Linked DNA regions of Mus musculus: region 2 is linked to region 1. A link is a contact called in public Micro-C data. All regions are on one chromosome and are shown on one strand. Each heading gives the region's core, a stretch centred on a gene start, on an enhancer-like site or on the middle of the called end of the contact. The rest is flanking DNA. Distances are from core to core; before and after follow the strand shown. Region 1 holds the start of Fam169b (family with sequence similarity 169, member B). Region 2 overlaps Igf1r (insulin-like growth factor I receptor).

Evidence for each region. Hi-C and Micro-C count contacts between places; a contact is called where the count stands out from the background.
Region 2: a contact with region 1 is called in a Micro-C map of embryonic stem cells, with 1.9 times the contacts expected there. The contact joins the enhancer-like site here to the promoter of Fam169b in region 1. A contact is called at or near these places in 2 of 39 promoter capture datasets (neutrophils and pre-B cells), 3 of 484 Hi-C or Micro-C datasets (DN3 thymocytes, bone marrow-derived dendritic cells and embryonic stem cells) and 3 of 9 other capture datasets (adipose tissue, liver and pancreatic islet).

What each region holds. Positions count from the first base shown.
Region 1 is chr7:68,272,111-68,278,675 of GRCm38.p6, reverse strand. Fam169b (family with sequence similarity 169, member B) reads right to left here and starts at 2,692. Exons shown (of 9, transcript NM_001374636.1): 1 at 2,635-2,692. The coding sequence starts at 2,665. It overlaps Gm16157 (predicted gene 16157), which reads left to right and starts at 2,082. Exons shown (of 4, transcript NR_040340.1): 1 at 2,082-2,159; 2 at 3,339-3,518.
Region 2 is chr7:68,051,534-68,058,739 of GRCm38.p6, reverse strand. All of the region lies in intron 2 of Igf1r (insulin-like growth factor I receptor), which reads right to left. Among named protein-coding and RNA genes, the nearest start is that of Gm51488, 82 kb to the left of the region's middle. Within about 2 kb of position 3,664, at least 35 of the 459 cell types and tissues checked have an H3K27ac peak or open chromatin away from gene starts, as enhancers often do. A contact at or near this core is called in embryonic stem cells, where this site is marked.

The DNA of each region.
Region 1 (6,565 bases), core at 1,443-3,942:
AAGGTCAGCTACAGTCCTGCCTGCGAAGGGCTCAGGACTATAGCTGACATACAGCATGCTAAAAGTGAACTGTGAGTGCACACGCGTGCGCACACAGACACACACAAGTACGCACAGGCCGGGCCAGTGAGATGGCTCAGTGGGTAAAGGCACTTGTCACCAAAGCTGGTGACCTGAGTCTGACAAGGTGGGAGACCTCCACCTAATAATATTCTTTCCTTTTCTTGCCTCTGCAAATGCCTTTCAAACTATAGCTGTGTCTGGCCCCTTTAGAGTCCTGTGACATGTCCTCTCCTTTCCCCCAGCCCCACTTCAGGGCTCTGCCCATACCAGTACTTCTTGGCATAGCTCCTTGGGATCTGAAGAGGGCTCAAAACAAACAAACAAACAAACACACACACACACACAAACAAACAAACCGACATATGGTCTTTGGCATGCTCAATTCTTTTAAAAGGACCTGGGAAGGCCTCCAAACAAGCCCCCACTCACTTCTCCCTGTTCCTTGACCTCTTGTTCCCTTCCATAGAAAGCCGTGCAAACAATGCAAGTTTCTGAACTACCCCCAACCTGCTTGTTAGCTCCGTTATCGGTCAATCCTCTCTGCTTTATTAGCAGCACAAATTATCAGGACATCCCACTTTTCAAAAGGCAAAAGAAATGGCTTTCTCTATGCTCACTATTAATATGACACAGGGCCCAGCAATGAGTTCCCACATACACAGGGCCTCAACTAATCCTTATGAGGCAATGCAGCCTCATAAAGCAGTCCATAGCTAAGGGAAGAAGTTCAAGATAAAAAAAAAAAAGAAAGAAAGAAAGAAAGAAAAAGAAGAAGTAGAAGAAAGAAAAAAGGATGGTAACAAGACCAGGCTGTGTCTGGCTTTCTCTTTCCTTTCCATTCTGTTCTAAGCTGAAATGACAGCAACAGATGGCCCAGTGGAACCTAAGAAGGTTTTTGGCATCAGGGAACCAAAAAACATGTAGAGAGAGGAGGGAGGAGACGGATATGGGGGGGGGGGCATCAGGATGTAAATTATTGTGGATACCCCCAAATCTCTTTTTGGATGGCACTGCCCCAAACCAAACCTCCCGGGGGCCCCTCCTGCGAACACAGAGCACAGCTGCGGGAGGAATGTCCTTCCTCGGTTTTCAGCGGTGAAGCTAAGTAGAGGCTGGCAAGTCACCTTACCTGAAAGCATTATTATTTTTTTTTCCTTTCATGCTTCTCTACTAAAAAGAAAGGGATTCCCCAGTAGACGAGATTTGCTCAAGCTGTTTCTGGAAACAGCTATCAAAGCACAGGCAACAGTTCAACTATGCAAGCCTCCAACCCATTAGGATCTCACACATGTGGAAATGATAAATGGGAGACTGCTGTGTGTCATCTGAGCCACCGGTGGCCATCAAAACCACAGCAAAGGTCGGAGCGCATACAGGGAAAAGCCATAAACTGTCTCAGGCCAACGATTCTTTTCCAGAAGATGAAATTACTATTCTTTTTTTCCCATCACATGGGCCTGGGAGGGGAAGCTCTCTGAAGCAAAGATGGGGAAGGACCTGCTCACTCTAGGGGAGGGGAAAGAGACCCACTAGTAGAGATGGGAGTGTAATGAGAGACTGCTGTGCTTAATAAACCCTAGGGGGCTTCTCCTGTTTTGTAGATGAGGAAGATCAAAAAAGCAAGACTTTTATTCCAGTCTTCCAGCGTGTAAACTGGAAACAGCACTCTTAACTTTCTAGAAAAAAAAAAAAGTGCACAAGACTAAAACAAAAGAGAAATAGCTCCCTTTCCAAAATTAAAGACGAGCCTTTTCTTAATCTCTAGATCAACTAAATCCTTACTAATCCATATAATTAGCTAGTGGCTACAATCTCTCCTTATCTCACGCACCTGAAAACAGGAGAAAAACAACTCAATTGCAACGTTTAAAGTAGGTCATAAGAGCGAGTGGCTACCTGCCAGCCTCAAATGCGCCCCTGCCATGATTGACTTTACTGTAGGTGGGCTGTGTGCAGTGTGACTATCCGTGCGACACAGCCAGCCACCTGTGACCAGGATGTCTAGCCAAAGGCCTGAAATGGCATCCCCTAAGACCTCAGAGGTGGCCGGCTCAAGAAAGTATCTTCAAATCCTGAAACTGGGCGGGAAGAGGCATGTGAGTTGTGTCCCTGGAGCCAGCAAAGAGGCTGGCCCAGAGCGTGGATTCCCGGGACACTTCTCTCGGTCCAGGCGCTTCCTGGGTCCTCCTTGCTGGAAAGTAGGAATGGGTTGCTGTTCGGACTTCTCTCTCACCTCGGAGCTCATTCCCCAGCCTGGCCAGCAAGCCCAGGTCCAAGGTCCCCAAGGCCGGTGTTGAGGGTTGTGGGGGAGGGGTGAGAAACAGAACCGGAGACCCGGGTGAGGACCCAGCCCAGAGCCATCTAAGACTATCAACTCTGGAGGTTCCTCCTCCAGCTCCCGCTAGCCTGGGACTTATATGAATCCGAGGAAGAGAGAGAGAAAGAGAGGAGAGGCCCTTAGCCTCGCACTGCACCCCAAGCTGTTGTGGCGACGGGTGTGCGGCACTCTGCCCGCTACCATTCGCGTCCTTCGCCCTCGATTGGCTACGTGGGGACCGCAGCACCCCTTACCTGTGACTCCGCGGACTGCCTCAGCCTCCATGCTCCGGTACGGAGTTTGCCACCTAGTAAGCCTCTACCTCCCCACCCCCTCCCCCCACCAGAGCCACCAACCTTTCTACCAAGAGTTCCCCAGGGGCTGCCCCGCCCTGCCACCTCCCCGGAGGCTTTCTCTTTCTCACTCCTTTGCCTCCTGCTGCGGGCGTTTATCTCTGCCCCCACTCCCCCAACACACACTACTGGACCACCTTTTGTTTTGTTTTGTTTTTTTTTTTTTAACCAAACCTTGACTCCGCAAAGTCTAATCTACAAAAAGAATGACTTTTGAGCCAATAGTGAGTTTGTTGCTGTTCTTGAACTACCATAAACACAGGCAAGCAGCCTCCTCCCCCGTGCCCCAAGCTTGTACTGACAGATTTTTCCACCACGCTCCCTTCTATGTGCAAAAACCATTTGCATTAACCCTTTTCAAAAACTTGGCTTGAGCCGGGCGTGGTGGCGCACGCCTTTAATCCCAGCACTTGGGAGGCAGAGGCAGGCGGATTTCTGAGTTCGAGGCCAGCCTGGTCTACAAAGTGAGTTCCAGGACAGCCAGGGCTACACAGAGAGACCCTGTCTCGAAAAAAAACCAAAAAAAAAAAAAAAAAAAAAAAAAGAACAAAAACTTGGCTTGGCTGAAAAATAGCAAATATGTAATAAACGCACATCTAACACAGGGCATCCAGGAATCTTTTCTGCCGGTTTCAGAGTCCCAACAGTCTCCTGGAAACTGTAATGTGCCTACGATTTACTAAAAAGCCAAGCAGGAGCTCATTTGACAAAGCAATATTCAAGGTCGACAATTCTTCTCCAGTATACACAGCTGTTTCAAAACGTTGCTTTGGGAGGATGCAGCGGTGAGTGATTTCAAATTTCACCTTTCACCCGACTCTGATGGAAACACACCGGATGTCCCAACTACTGGGGAGACCGAGGGAGGAAGAAGGCTTGAGCCCATTAGCTGGAGAACAATCTGGGATCCTGACAACTGGCCTTGGGGCAATGGTAACTGGGGACACAACACAATTCTGCGCTGTGTGTAGCAGGGAATTCTTTTCCACTCTGGTGAAGCCAGAATTTTTGACTTCAGTGCCAAAAAGAATGTCAGAGTAAGTCGTTGTGTCGAAGAGTCACAGTTTATTAGATTTTAAACATAGATTTAAGGTTAGTGGTAGAAAGATAGGTGTTAGGGGAAGGGGTGGAAATGAGACACATCCAGGTGTGCGTGGTCTTCTCAAGACAGCTTCCTAAAGTGTCTTTACAATATAGCCGTATTTGTAAGTGTCTTTCAGTAACTGATAGGTTATTTCTATCAATTAGTTAAATGAGCCAATTTAAACTGGATTAGGTTATGTTAAAGGCAGGTTTATTTGGAAGCTGCTGTATGAAGGGCAAGTTCACTGGCCCAAGGATCAAGGCCAGGAAAGTCGTCATTGGAAAAGGAGAGGGGGAGAGAAAGAGAGAAAGAGACTTGCACAGAGAGACGAAAGAAGGGATTTGAGAGACCAAAATGTCTGGATTATATAGGGAAGATCCTCTGGGGGGAGGGCAGCCCAGACCCTGGAGGTTGGGGGCAGGGTATACCAGGTAGGGAGTGAGGGATGCTGGGAGAACCTGGGGATGAGGTTGCTTTGATATGTAAAATATGTACCTCAATCCTTTGTCCCAGGTCTGAAACCAAACAGTAGCCACAAGTATCTTTACAATGTAGCCATCATATATATTTGTCTATGTATGTGTCTCTGATAATAATGTGTTTTACTCAAACTATTAGCATGTAGGTCAAAAGTTTATTAATCAATTCTAACCTTGCTTCTGATGTTTTTGATATTGCTCTGTTTTACATATGAACAAACAAACAAATGATGGAGAGGCTCTGGCCAGCCTCGGGAAGGCAAGCAGAGCTCTGGCAGGCCTTGACCTCCACCCCATTCCCTCTGCCTTGCTAAAAACCATTAGACTACATTTTAAAGCTAGCCACCAAGGTCCATACCCTAATTTAGCCACTTCCTCCTCTTGAAGCTGACTACCAAGGTCCAGCTATCAAAGTATTAAAATCCAGCAATCTAAAGCCCCCTTTGGCTCACCTAATTAACATGCACAACACAGGGGTCCCCTTTTACCTTTATAAACTGCCATGAGCTATCTGTCTCCTCTCTCTCAGGAGACAGTCCAGTGTCCCTCCAGGACAAATGTCCCTTCCCCTTCTCCCTCATCCTCTATCTCCTGTCTTTATCTCTTATTCCCTGCCCTTTGTCCCCTGAGGCAAATAAATCTCTTTGTGCTAAGAACTTGGTCTTGGACCTTCAGATAGTGTTTTACTGTTACAGCTCAGGCTGACTTTAAAAATCTCCATTCTCCTGCCCTCAGCCTCCCATGTACAGGGACCACAGCCATACACAATCTGCCAGACTAGACTGCTTAATACAACCAGCATTTACTCAAACATCAGTGCCCATTTCTTTGCATCATTAAATGGCCATAGTCTCCCCTTCCACTGTGTAGCAGTTTCCTCTCAAATTAAAACCTTCCATTTTTGAGAGAAACTTTTTGTTTTGTTTTGTTTGCCTTTTTGAGACATTTTCTCTGTGTAGCCCTAGCTAACCTGGAACTCACTCTGTAGACCAGCCTGGCCTCAAACTCAGAAATCCTCCTGCCTCTGCCTCCCAAGTGCTGGGTTTAAAGGCTTGTGCCACCACTGCTGGGCTGGAAACGTCTTAAAATCAAATGTTTACAGGGAAGGGAAACCAAATGAAAACAGATAAAATACTTCAGGGAAGATAGGAAGTAAACAACAAAGAATAGCTCCAGGAAATCCCAGAAATGGACAAGATTCACTAGCCCCCTCCCTCCGAAGAGAATATAAATAGTAAAGCCTGCTGGGGGTTAGCTTCAGATTGCCTGGAAAGAGTAGAGAACAGCTAAGTTGCCTGTAAAAAGGCTCAAACAATGGAGCCCCGCAGAAAGGCCACTCTTCAACCTGTCAGCTGCCTGCAGGCTGTACAGTGGGCTCCCAGTTTCCAGTTTTTGTGAGCTGTCACCGATGTTGGGGTGGGCTTTGGTGATGCAGCTGTCTTTATTTCTGCTCCTGTCAGGAATTCCTCACCCATAGTCCTCTAAGCAACCCCAATGAACTCATTGATTCCAAGTTGGCGTTTGCTAAGGGCTGTACTTTGTCTTTGTCCTTTGGTCTGTTGTCAGTTCCCAGTTCGGGGTGAGTAGAAGGTTGCTTATGTAACAGTCCTGAGAGAGATGGGTCCATGGGTAAAGGTGCTTCTAGCGAATCCTGGTGAATTAAAATTCAATTTCCAGCCGGGCGTGATGGCGCATGCCTTTAATCCCAGCACTCAGGAGGCAGAGGCAGGCGGATTTCTGAGTTCGAGGCCAGCCTGGTCTACAGAGCGAGTTCCAGGACAGCCAGAGCTACACAGAGAAACCCTGTCTTGGAAAAAAAAAAATTCAATTTCCAGAACCTATATAAAAGTGGAAGAGAGGGCTGGTGAGATGGCTCAGCAGTTAAGAGCACCAACTGCTCTTCCTGAGGTCATGAGTTCAAATCCCAGCAACCACAGAAAAATGAGCTGGAACAAGAGGGAGAAAGGGAAGGGGGAAGAGAAAGTGGAAGGGAGAACTGAATTGATAAAATTGTCCTCTGACCTTCACACTTGCACCACGGCATAGGTAACTACACAAATAATAATTAAAAAATAAAAGGTATATGTTCCTTTATAAGGTGAATTATCCCCTTAAACATACTGTGTGTGTGTTTGTGTGTGTGTGTGTATTTAGAGGCCACTTTAGTCTCAGAGACACACTCCCCCACCCCCCACCCCCCACCCTCGCATCTTGTATATAGTCTCCATCTTGTACTAGGCTGAATTCTAAGAAACAACTGGATTTCCAG
Region 2 (7,206 bases), core at 2,415-4,914, 220 kb after region 1:
AAAGATTCCTTATAGATGAACACCCGCAAGCCTTTGCATTTCAAAAGCTTTCGATTATTATATAGCTGCCGTGCAGCCAGCTCTTACAAAAATCCATGCACTTAGTGCAAGAAAAATTCTGTTTGTTCACAGTCTGGAGGTTTCTCTGGAGAGGAACTGGGGCTGTGTGTATGAGCACAGAAGGGGTACATTTATTCTCTCTGAGCTCAGCCGTGTAAGCCCATCTCTCCCTCACCCTAACTGCTGCAAAGGTACCACTGGACGGGGAACACTTGAGCTACTCTCTTACTGTTGGAAAACATTAAATGCTTCCCTGCCTTTCTGTTTTTAAATGCCAGTATCTCAGGAGAAGGAAGGAGGGAGTCCGTGGGACGGCCTGGACATCAGCAACTTGATTAGCCTGTGGCTGGTAAACAAAGAACACCTTGCACTCTTTAACAACCGCCAGTAATAAAAACAAAGAAGCCAGAAACCCAAGCTCGGCCTTGACCTGAAGGTTTTCTACTCTTTTATTACTGAAAATGCTCAAATTTCTTACATAAATTGTTGCCTGTTCATAAATGAACTGCCAAGCAAGCCTGGGATTCACACCTTCCCAGAAACACAGGGCCCCCACAGGTGATCCCTCTGGGCCTGCATCTATGTGTAACATTAGTTTTTGAACATCAATATACATCCTTCTTTGACTCACTCCTACAAACTCTATTCTTGGTTCTTTCCTCATACTGAGTAAACATGGCATGTATTCATCAACATCACATCTACATGGAGTCTTCTCTAGTCAGAGGAACCTCAGAATTGAATTGAAATAGCGTGTCTGGGGACAGAACACACAGGGAGAGAGGGGACTGGGGGCCTTCAGAAAAGAATTCCACAGATGCTCACAGAAGCTGTCACCTGCAGCCCACTGGAGACAGGACAGAGGCTGCTGCAGTATGTGTCAGTCATCTTTCTGATGTCCCCACTCAGCATGTGGACAGAAAACAAACAGACAGATGGAGCAAAGACCCACCACAGTGCCATGGGTACCTCTGCACACAATGATAATCTAGTGCTTACCAGCAATGCCACCTCAGTGTCAACCTCTAAATAAAGTGACTGGTAGCCAGGCTCAAATTTTTATCACTCAAATAGACTGGCGGGGGGGGGGGGAGGCTGGGATGACACAACTAGGACTTCTCATGTGACAATTGATCGCCCTCTTGCTCTACCCTAATGCATGTAGTACATAATTTGGTACTTGAAATTGCCTCTGGACTACCATCATCAAAGGTAAAAAAGCAAAAAAGCATCAAAAGCAAAAAACAAACAAAATCAATACCCAACCTATCTCTTCCTCTGACTTTCTATCCCTACAGAGACATTCAGTGAGGCCTCAATCTGGCCCACCATTAATTCTAAAGAGGACATGGATTTGGGCCAGGATTTTTTCACATGAGGAAGGCACTCTCAGGTAGACCTCTACCAGCATACAGATCTGGGCGGAGCTGGTAGGGACGGGATGTGAGTTGCAAAACAGCTCACACTGACAGCAGTTGCTGAGTTATCCTGAGAGCCCATGAGAACCTGAGGCCACCCCAAGACCACAGACACCAGAAGGGAACACAGAAGAATGAACCAAGCAGAAGGGGATGAAACTCCTCAAATACCACTGTGAAGAAACCGTGTGAGAAAATACCCTTGACCATGTGCCATGTACCATTAAAAAACAAAACACATAACCACTATGGCTAATGGATGTAGACTTGCTACTAGCATATCTGGAAAAAGGTGAAAAAGAGTCAGATTCTCAGGCAAAACGAGACACAGAAAACAACCAAGTCAACAGTGTCTCTTAAATGAAATAGCCAATAAGTTCCTGCTGTATCTTGGTCTAATTAAACCTTTTTCACAAATGCCAGCCATCAATAAAAAAATTATTTCTTATCCAATTTGGGCTTCAGTTTTAATTACTAGAAGTGCGACATGCTGTGACTCTGAGAGGATCTGATCTGTTGGACATATTTCTTTCTAAGCCTAAAACAGAGAAATGAGGATGGCATGTGCTTCCTCTCCTGTCCCCTGTGCCACTGTGGCCAGACAGGGGACTTAAAGGGCCCCTCAGTGCAGGTGAGGGCAGACAACCCGAGCCTGCCCAGAAAAAGCATCAAAGGAAGCCAGTGCACAGGGTGAGGATACAAAGTAACATTCATTCATTCATTCATTCATTCATTCATTCATTCATTCTTCCTCTTAAAGATCTTACACTCATGAGAGCAAAACGGGTGGGTGTGGTAATGTGTGGAGGGACTAAGCAATTTTAGTAATATCCAGTGTGTCCCTTCATGGATGTATCAGCTACAAGATGCACAGGACAGATAGCTGTTTGCTTACAAACGAAATGTTAATAATCTCCACTAAACTGAAGGATTTACATATTTAAATTTGCCTTTTTTTAAAAAAAAAATAATCTAAAGACTTCTGTAGCAAAGAGACTAAGCCTAGATGGTCAGCCCTAACAACATACACACACTGCTAACATCATATAGGCTGAGCAGATTGTATTTATGAATACTATGAATATGTATTTAGGAACACACACACATGCGTACACTCATGCAAATGCTTTCATGCACATATAAAAAACTAATGAAAAAAAAACCATAAATATTTTGTTGCTGTCCTGCCACCCAAGATAGGGTTTTTCTGTGTAGTCCTGGCTATCCTGGAACTCACTGAGTAGACCAGGCTGGCCTTGAACCTGGAGCTCCACCTGCCTCTGCCTCTCAAGTGCTGGGATCAAAGGTGTGTACCAGCACCACCTGGAAAACCCACAAATTTTAAAGACAATGAAGAGAGATGGGAGGGTTTGGAGAAAAGGCGTAAGGGGAAATGTGGAATTAATTATAATCTCAAATAATAAGACATTTTTTAAAAAGAGTTAAAATAACAGGAGATCGAGTAAACATAGTTTTATTTTGTAACAAACACTGCCACTTCACCTTGTCTAGATGTCTTGATGCTGAGAGCTGTGAGAGGTTGGGCTGTGGGCTTTTGCTTTAAAATCCGATTCCTCTTGCATAATGCCACAGTGTAGAAAGGGCAGCAAACTGTTTACCTCAGAAAAGGGATTTGGAATCAATAGAAATCAAAATTATTAAAGATCTCAAAGAGGGGCATGATGGCTAATGTTTCTAGTCCCAGCTATTGAAGAGGATGAGGCAGGTCTCTGGAGCCCAGGAGTTTGAACCCATAGAGGGCATCTACCTCATGCCAACAAAAGGAAACAAGATGGTGCAGCAAAAACAACAGAAATTCCTGGACACACAAGCTCGGTTAACGGACTAAAGGATGAGCAGGAGAGAGACGGCACAGACAGGAGCTTTTATGCCTCAACTGGCCCCCAAAGCCCAGTGTCCTCTAGCAGATGTTTGAAAAGCTGGCTGGTCTGTCTTCTTATCAACTCAAAGCTTACCTCATTGCCAGAAGGCACAAGGCACCCATCTAGCTGTGTGAGCTGCTGTCCACAGACTGAAGCACTCTGGGAATTTCTATTCCTTGGCAGCACTCTCCAGAACACGTCACCCCACACAAGCGATGCTGAGGGTTCTGACTTCGGAGGTGAGACCCAGCATTCCCCACCTCTTCCCTAGCCCAATGGCACCAACAGGGGGCACCCTAACCTTCAGGGACGCCACGCCCACCACCACAGCAAACCCAACAGACTCAAAGGAAAAGTGCTCACTGTCTCTACCTCGGCAGCCACCTATTTTAAGTAAGAATCAAAGGTATTAATACACTAAATCCTATTGATTTGTTTTACCGAGACAAGAAGAGGATGCAAGCGGGCCGCTCTGCTGGTAGCAGTTGACTGTCAACAATAAAAGTATTTTCTGAGTTATTCACAACTGTTAAAACTCATCATATTTTTCCTTTTAAGAGCCTTTTGAGGAAGGAAAATAAACTTTTTGGTTTCAGTTTCTCAAAAATCTGAGGAAGATGTGAATAACAATTCAAACAAAGCCCAACCAGCTAAATACCTCCTGAACTGAGGCGTGCTTCATCTCCAGGGTGTAACCCCAAACAGAGTCATGGCATGGAATCAGAGGAGCCTGGTCAGGAACGGGAGGGGGAGGGGGAGGGGGAGAGAAAGCATGGAATCAGAGCTAGCATGGTCAAGAACAGGAGTGGGAGAGGGAAAGAAAGGGAGAGGGGGACAGAGTGGGGGCAGGAGAGTGCACACAAGAAGGAAAAAAAAAAAATCTATGCCCCAAACCCACTGGTATCTCATCTAACCCAAGAAAAACAATCATGCCAGAGCCATTCCTCCCAGAGAGCAGCTATTAAGCGATTACATTAAGAATGCATGTAAAACGTAGCTATTTATAGCTAATGATCCAGAGAATGCAAAGAAAACAAATATGGATGAGAAAATAAATGAATCCCAGTGAACCATGAGAAACTCCTATCTGGTTTTCTAATTGCTGGCCAGGTGTCACTAGGAGGGTGGACAGCTTACTAGGCAGGAGGCGTGGAGGGCGTGTCCAAGCGGTTCTACTCTCACACCAGGTGGCCCTGGGATAATGTGGCTGGCTAGATCTGTTAGAATCTTTCTAGAAATAGGATTATGAATTTGTGACTTGGGTAAATAACTTCCTGTTGAGATTCTTTTTTCAGAGTAAGGTGAATTAACAGAGTTAACTGAGGCGACGATGAATTATAGGTAGAGGATGATCACGGCACTTCAAGATGGTCATGCTTTAATGCCTTCAAGAATAATCAAAATGCTCACTTCCCACCACAGCAGGTACAAGTGAACGCTGTGAAGATCTTAAAGAGAACGACGAAGGTGCCACAGGGATGTCCGGTTGGATCCTTGCGACCCAAAGACATGACTAGTCAAGCGATATATTATTCGGTCCCCCAGTCTACTCAAATCATACACACATCAACAAGGGCAGGCCTGCTTCTGGGTCTGCCAGTTCAGAGTCACTACAATGTTCAGTATGATCCTCCGGTGACACACTGGTGCTGGCTCCCCTGTTCTGGTAGTGACCAAAGCTCAGAGATGTTAATTAAGCAGTTTGCACAAGGTATCGCAGAGGCTTTCTGCCAGGAAGTCAGAGCTCCTTCCATCTGTTTCAAGGAAGAGAGAAGGAGAGGGCAATTTCATTTGGAGCTAAAAGCACTAATGGTCCCCTAAATGCAGCTCTTGATGTGCTAATGGACAATAAATTCCCCCTTTCCTCCAAGAAAAAGTTTGTCTTTAGAGGTTCCTGGGGCTGCAGGAGTCACCTGTTCACGCCCCCGTGAGAAGCCAGTTTTTCTAGGCTGTTGGAACAGCTGAAAGGCATAGTGTTTCAGTCACATGATGACTTGTGCACATATGAACTGACAATATGTAAGCGTGTGATTTTACTGCAGAAAAGATAAAAAAGGATGAAATGATGCTCTTCTTTCAATGAGTCTAAGTTCTCGCTAAATCATTCATAAAATTGGAATTTTCAAAATACGCGTACCTCGCCCTCATTTGGTTAAAGCATAAACCCAGTAAGCAGAAAATTGAGGGGAGCTGAGAGGTAGGAATTAGAACAAAGATAACTGGAAGTGGAGCCCTGTGCTCAGTGAAGCTCGTGGGCTAGGAAAGGGATTTCTAGGGATTTGGAAAGCCCGATGGGACTAAATTCATCACTTGGGTGATGGGACAGTTCATTACTGTTGAATTTAAGCCTAAGAAATAGCGGATTAGGGGACTTCTGGTTTAAAGGGAAAGCTCTTCAGGTTTGTCTTTAAGACTAAAGATGCCCTTAGTCCAGCCTCTCTTTTCCCCTAACATGCTGCTCCAGATCCGAACCACCACAAACTGCCTTCCTCCCCGCCCCAGCCATTGAACTGAACCCGAAGACCCTCTCTCCCAGGTGTACCACATGCCTGTCCATCACACACTCTGTAGCACAGCAATATCCACTTGTTAGACGGCCCCTAACTGGATCACCAAGGTCTCGAGGGTGGTCACTGAGAGTGATCCTGGGTCCACAACTAAGTTCCAGTGTGTGCAGGCAGAAAGAGTGAGATGTCTCCATATGGGGAGGAACTGCTCTAAGGCTGGGATGTTGCAAAGACTCTGGCTGAATGTAAGACCAGTCCAGACCACAGGGATGATCACACGCTAACACTAGATGTTTCTCTCAAGTACTTTCACCTCAATCCCCAAGTGCCTCCTTCCCACTTCTCTGTCTTGGCAAGATTTGTGGGTTTCAGAGGGAGGTAGGGACAGAGAAGAGCTCATCACACAGCAACAACATTCATAGCCATCCTAGAACAATGATGGAGATGTCCAAGGTCCTGGATTTATGCAATAAAAGCAGATGTTCTGGATAAACAACAACAACAAAAATTCATTATGTTCACACAATGGAATACTATTCAGTCATGAAAAGCAATTAAGTCCTGCTATAGTGTGGGTAAGGCAAAAAACAGTAGGTGATGGGTCACACTGCTTATGATCACATTTATCTGTTATCTCTAAAAACACTTTGCAACATTCACACCACGTCTTGTGTTGAACAACTCTACTTGTAATGAGGTCCAGATGACCCTTGTTCAGTAGAAGCCCCCAGCACTCCCATGTATATATACACTAACATTCCATGTATGTGAAGAAATAAAGTTTTAGCACATGAATAATTTATTTTTACTTTCAAAAATTATAGGAGCATATATATGTGTGTGTGTATATATATAAAAGTGTGTATATAAATATATATATGCACACACATATATATGCCTATACATATGTATGTATATACACACACACAAGAATAAAGGTGATGTAACAGGAAAAAAAGAGAATAACAACTATGGCAATACCCACCAAAGCTCAACTATGAATATTTCTCTATTTCATTTTAAATGACACCATTTTAAATGACTTTTGCTGATTAATAAGGAGGAAAGTTATATCCCAGCATAGACACAAAAGCTTCAAGTAGTGAACAGCTAATCCCAGAGTGAAGAGGTGTAGGCTGAAGGAAGACGGGTGTTAAATATGCAAATGGAGTGTCTATTTATTGCTAATGCAGACACAAGGAGAACAAATCCCATGCAATGCACCAAGCGTTCTCACCAACATTTGCCTTCTCCAGAAGAGTCAACAAGCTTGACCATGCACACATAACCAGGAAACATGTGTGCTCTAGAAACACACACAGTCATAGAAAGCCAGAG